2 separate regions of the Mus musculus genome follow, and region 1 is linked to region 2. The links are chromatin contacts, called in public HiChIP or PLAC-seq maps. All regions are on one chromosome and are shown on one strand. The core of a region is the stretch at or near the end of the contact, and the rest is flanking DNA. Distances in the headings are between cores, read along the strand shown.

What was found. HiChIP or PLAC-seq counts read pairs in DNA pulled down with a chosen protein or histone mark.
Region 1: an H3K27ac HiChIP or PLAC-seq map of the NIH/3T3 cell line shows a contact between it and region 2, with 5 times the contacts expected there. The contact joins the promoter of Hoxc10 here to the enhancer-like site in region 2. A contact is called at or near these places in 4 of 39 promoter capture datasets (the HPC-7 cell line, cranial neural crest, embryonic stem cells and 1 more), 1 of 484 Hi-C or Micro-C datasets (mammary gland), 6 of 115 datasets of contacts at active chromatin or transcription factors (the NIH/3T3 cell line, embryonic stem cells, forebrain and 1 more) and 2 of 9 other capture datasets (adipose tissue and macrophages).

What each region holds. Positions count from the first base shown.
Region 1 is chr15:102,965,482-102,968,181 of GRCm38.p6, forward strand. Hoxc10 (homeobox C10) reads left to right here and starts at 1,315. Exons shown (of 2, transcript NM_010462.5): 1 at 1,315-2,127. The coding sequence starts at 1,377.
Region 2 is chr15:102,801,008-102,803,781 of GRCm38.p6, forward strand. All of the region lies in intron 6 of Gm36560 (a long non-coding RNA gene), which reads left to right. Among named protein-coding and RNA genes, the nearest start is that of Gm36560, 48 kb to the left of the region's middle. Within about 2 kb of position 1,429, at least 59 of the 459 cell types and tissues checked have an H3K27ac peak or open chromatin away from gene starts, as enhancers often do. A contact at or near this core is called in the NIH/3T3 cell line, where this site is marked.

The sequences.
Region 1 (2,700 bases), core at 65-2,564, 160 kb after region 2:
GAGGAAGGGGTGGAGAGTTTAGTTCGCTTTGGAAGAAAAGTGATGGAGAACTATTTCAAACACACATCCCTCCTAACCTCCCGGCCTCCCGTACGATTCCCCTTTAGCAAGCACGCAAAAAAATAGACCGCTCCTCTTCTTTAAAAAAATACTCCCAGCCCAATCGCTTAAAAAGGACCCTTCTCGGATGGAGTTTAATTGTTTCTTCTGAGCCTTTCCCATGTGGATACACATGCCTCCAACCCAAGCAAGGCCTGGAGGTTCGAGCTTTCTCTCCGGAAATATTCCTTTTTTTAAAAAGTAGGGACAAGGTCAAACAGGAAAAGAGGGCCGCCGGGCCATGGAGCAAAGCAGCCTATGGAACCCTCTCTAAGGCTCTAAGGGCAAAGCCGAGAGAGAGGCTTATCCAGTAAGGCCCAGACCGCAACTCCAGGGTTGGAGAAAGATACCTTTAATCTCCAACTCCCTCCTGCACTGATCCTTAGGCCCACTAAGATCCTCCTTTGCCCAGAATCCCTTGAGTGGTTGTGACCCGGGCCCGGGCCCACTCCAGACACTGGAGACTCCCAGTTAGTACCGAAAAAGGAACTTGCAACTCAACTAACCTCCAAGACCTACGGTAGGGAGAGCTCAGACCCAAGGGCCAAGCCGGACCAGGAGGCAGGAGAACAGAAACTTCAGCTTGCTTTTGATTCTTGAACTTTCTCTTCTACCCTAAGCCCACTGGAGATTCTTCCCATCTCCCCCAAAACACTACCCGGCTACCAACCCAAGAGAAGAAACAGGAGAACAGGGGTGAAGAAAGTGTAAGGTGAAGAGAGGGAAAAGAGTACCTGAATCTTGTCTTGACCTTTTACTTTGAATTTGACTGTTTTGAGCCCCGGTTGCCTTACTCTGTCCCGCATTTCCCCCCTCTCCACCCCCCTCTCCTCAGGAGCTACAGGCTGATTCTCTAGTAAACAAGTCCCACTCTTCACAGAACAGTCCCATGTCCCTCCACCTACCCCACCACTACCCCACCGCCCTTGCAGCCCGGGGGGCGCTTCCTTTGTTCGCCAGGAAGGGCTCCGGTGCCCCTACCCCGAGGCAGCTGCTAGGTGGCGCTGTTACTCCACGCTGAGCGCTCCGCCTGCCGACAACTTGACCCCGCTGACGTCACGACCGTCTGAATCATCAAGGCCATTTTCAAATCCCATTGGTCTAGCCGTCACATGGTGAGGACCGAATGCGCGGATAATTATGGAGCTGATATTTCCCCCCTCCCCTTCTTTTTCCTCCCGCCCCTCCAACCGCTCCCCCCCCCTTCCCGGATGGGGGAAAAAAGATGTCAGCTCCTCCGCTGTAGTATTGCTCCTTAAAAACCCCTCTCTCTGAAAATGACATGCCCTCGCAATGTAACTCCGAACTCGTACGCGGAGCCCTTGGCTGCGCCGGGAGGAGGAGAGCGCTATAACCGTAACGCAGGAATGTATATGCAATCTGGGAGTGACTTCAACTGCGGGGTGATGAGGGGCTGCGGGCTCGCGCCCTCTCTCTCCAAGAGGGACGAGGGAGGCAGCCCAAACCTAGCCCTCAACACCTACCCGTCCTACCTCTCGCAGCTGGACTCCTGGGGCGACCCCAAAGCCGCCTACCGCCTGGAACAACCTGTTGGCAGGCCTCTGTCCTCCTGTTCCTACCCACCTAGTGTCAAGGAGGAGAATGTCTGCTGCATGTACAGTGCAGAGAAGCGGGCGAAAAGTGGCCCTGAGGCAGCTCTCTACTCCCACCCCCTGCCGGAGTCTTGCCTTGGGGAGCACGAGGTACCTGTACCCAGCTACTACCGAGCCAGCCCGAGCTACTCCGCGCTGGACAAAACGCCCCACTGTGCTGGGGCCAACGAGTTCGAAGCCCCCTTTGAGCAGCGGGCCAGTCTCAACCCGCGCACCGAACATCTGGAATCGCCTCAGCTTGGGGGCAAAGTGAGTTTTCCTGAGACCCCCAAGTCCGACAGCCAGACCCCCAGTCCCAATGAGATCAAGACAGAGCAAAGCCTGGCGGGCCCAAAAGCCAGCCCCTCGGAGAGCGAGAAGGAACGGGCCAAGACCGCAGACTCCAGTCCAGACACCTCGGATAACGAAGCTAAAGGTAAGGCCGTCTGGGCCGCGGGGCGGGCTGGAACGTTGGGGGTGCGAGTCTTCGTGGTCAGGATTTGGGGCAGGAAGATAAGGGAGAATTGAGCAGAGGCCTAAGGAACTCAAAGGTTCTGAATTGACCCGGGCTTGAGGCTCCTGTTTGCTGAGCTCCAGGCTGGTAGCGTGTCATTTAGCAGTGGAAGGTAAACCGAGACATGGAAGTGCCAGGCCAGCCCGGCCCTTGGTTGCATAGGCGGAGGAGGGGCGCACTACAGGAAGCCTACGGGCACCCTGTGCTGCACCGGATCGGTGGCCATTCCTAGGCGCGTGATGGCTTTGGTTTGCTTTTTCAGTGAGGATGTCCTGGGGGGCTAATGTCCCCAGCTCAGGTCAAAGCTCACAAAAAGCTTAAAATGGCGATCCTTAGGCCAGGGACCAGAGAAGGCTTAGAGATGAATAATGTCTCTTCAGTGCATATTCCTAGTTGGAAAAATGTTTACTAGAAACACAATTTGTTGTTTGTGGGTCGGATTTGTGCGTGCAGTTTGTGCCCCTGCAATTTCTGTCTCGGCAGGAGCCTTGGGCA
Region 2 (2,774 bases), core at 179-2,678:
TGGAGCTCAGAGGCACAACAGAAACCCATTTGTAATGTCCCCCCATCCTTAAGAGGCTGAGCAGCATCAGCAGGGATTAAGAGGAGGCTCCGGGGTTTGTTTTTGCCTCAGGAGGATCATCTTTAAAAACCATGTCCTCAGCATTAAAATGGGCTTGGATTTTCATCCTTTTATATGGTGGTGCCGTCTTCCTAGGGCTCCTGCCTTCGCTGTAGCATTTTTGTGGTAAGACAGACACAGTGTGAAACGTGCCATCTTAACCAGTGTTTAGAAGTGCATCAAGCACACTCACAGCGGTCTCTTGAATGGTCTCATCTTCCCAAGATCAAAGTCCGTACTTACTACACTACCTCCTGGCTCCCCCTTGCTGCCGTCCTTGGCACCCTTCCTCTAACTCACTCAGCTCCTTAGCATCATCTGACCACATTATGTAGTTCTGATAAATCCTGAGAATCCTCTCCACTTGGCCTCTGTAGACTTGTTCTGATGGGCTCCTGTCACTTCTTGGTTTGGAGTTCCTCTCTGAGAGGCAGTTCTGGGGCCTGGCCCTCATGTAAGTCATCTTTTCCCATCTGATCCTTAGGTATGGTCCACCCCACTTTCCTCTTGGTTCGGTTGGTCCTCATTTTCATATCCCATTCCTAATTTGTCCTGCTTTAAGAGACCCTCTTATCGGCATCCTCAAATGCCCCAACTGCTATGTGATGACCTTGTTGTCTCCCCGCATACACACATATTCAGCTGGATTGCTTGTCAGGCTGTTCTTATTTATCTTATTTCCTTCTCAGCCAAGAAGAGTCCCCAGTTCAGTGCTCTCTTTTTCTAGATCCTCAGTGCTCAAACTGTGGTCCATGTCCTGGCAACATTAACATCACTGAGGAGTTTGTCAGAAGTGCAGAGTCCCAGGCTCCACCCCTGACTTACTGAACAGTAATTCTCATTTTAACAAGACCTCCAGATTATAGTGTGCATGTTGAAGCCTAAGAAACACGGCCACAAGAGAGTGATAAGTAATTTATTTTGCAGGTGTTTATAAGTAAAAAAAAAAAAAAAAATCAACACCTGTAGCCTAGATTCAGATGGCATGGATATTGTTGAGGAGGGAAAGAACAGTATTTTGTATGCTTGGACTTCCTGGGGTTCTGAGAGAATGGCCTAGAAAGGCCTAGAGAGAAGCTGAGAAGGCCCAGGAGCCTCCATTCTCATGAGCAAGGCAGGAGGCTCACATAAGGAGAAGGTCCCCAACTGTCTGCTTCTTACTGAGGCAGAACGGAGATTCAGGTCCCTAAAATTCACTTGGAAGTTGGCTGACCATGTCTAGTCAGTCAGTGGTGCTTGTCTCAAAACCCAGCCGGGCTCTCAGCGGTTGGTTTCTGTCTCCATGGCTGGTGCTGACTCATCCTTTGTAGGAGGGCTGACTGTAGCTGGGAAAGGCTGAGGAGCCAGTGTAATTCTCTCCTTCTTCCTCACTCCACTGAAAGGGATCGAGGAGGGGCATGGAGAGCGGAGACAGGGTGTGGGAGTCAAACCTGTTCTTCGCATAGCAATCATCCAGTCTCACTCCAAGAAGTTGAGTCCACAGCTGGGAAAAACTGGAGCCAGTCTGAGTCTGCTTGGCTCGGAGCCAGCCTTCCTGTTTTTTTTTTTTTTTTTTGTTCTTTCTCTTTCTGGGGATCCACAGGAGTGGGAGCATCTTCCTCTAGTCTCAGGTATTAGAGAGCTGTGTCCCATGGAGGCAAAGGTTAGCTAGTGCTGCGAGTTTGAATTCTTGGGCTTTTGCCTGGCCCTCCTCTCTCATCTTCAAAAGAGGATGCCAGGATCCAAGATCTACTTGTGTAGGTTTTGTTTTTAGGGGCTATGCAGTAACTGAAGAACAAGGTGTTTTAGGACAACCTTGAGAGGGCTGTGGACTGTTGTGTGGGAAAATAATGTACACAAAATGTCTCTTTGCCTAGAGTCATGCTTTGTTTTTCTTGGTCCTTGGGTCTCTGCGTGGAGGCTCTATTGGTGAGGCGATGTGTTTCTTGTTCTAATAACAGTGGTCTCTAGAGCAGAGACCCGAGATACCACAGTCTGAGCAAAAGATCCCACGAGTGTCCCTTGTCATGTCCAAGGTTATCACCCTTAGGAGCAATCCTTTGAAGTCTGCCGCATGCTGTGATCTGGTCCTGGGTGTCTTATCTAGGGCTGGCATGAGATTGCTTACATCATCTGTAGTCAGATGTCTTGCTCCCGTAGGTCATACCAATGCTGACCCTAAACTACTGCTAGAACACTCAGTGTCTCTGTGCCCTCAACATGTCCACTCTTCTCACCTGGTGGAGGGCTCCTTGCAAGCCAGGAGAGGTGGCCCCCTCCTCTGTGTCCACTTCATGGAAGTGCAGTAGAGGCTGAGGAGGGGGGAATGTGAAGGAATCATACCCTTCTGGTTCAGAGAGTATGATAAGTTAACTCATTTGCAGTTCCTTGGTGAGAGAAAGAATATGCATTTTTCTGAACTCACTTTTAGGTCACATTGGGTTGCTTTGGTTGAGCAAAATTTGTGGTAAGGTTGTGACTTTAAGCCCGTATTGTTTATTAGGCTTCTTTTCTAAGGTTGTCCCGATTTGGGGAACTTGGAGATTGGGGGTGTATATTGGTGATAGCTGGTAAATGGGAAAAACATAAAATTTTAGTGAGGAGAAGCTATCTCAGGAATCTATAATGAGCACGTGTGTTATTTCTTTTCCAACAGGCTGCATAATTTTTATGACCAATTATTCCATTTGTAACGA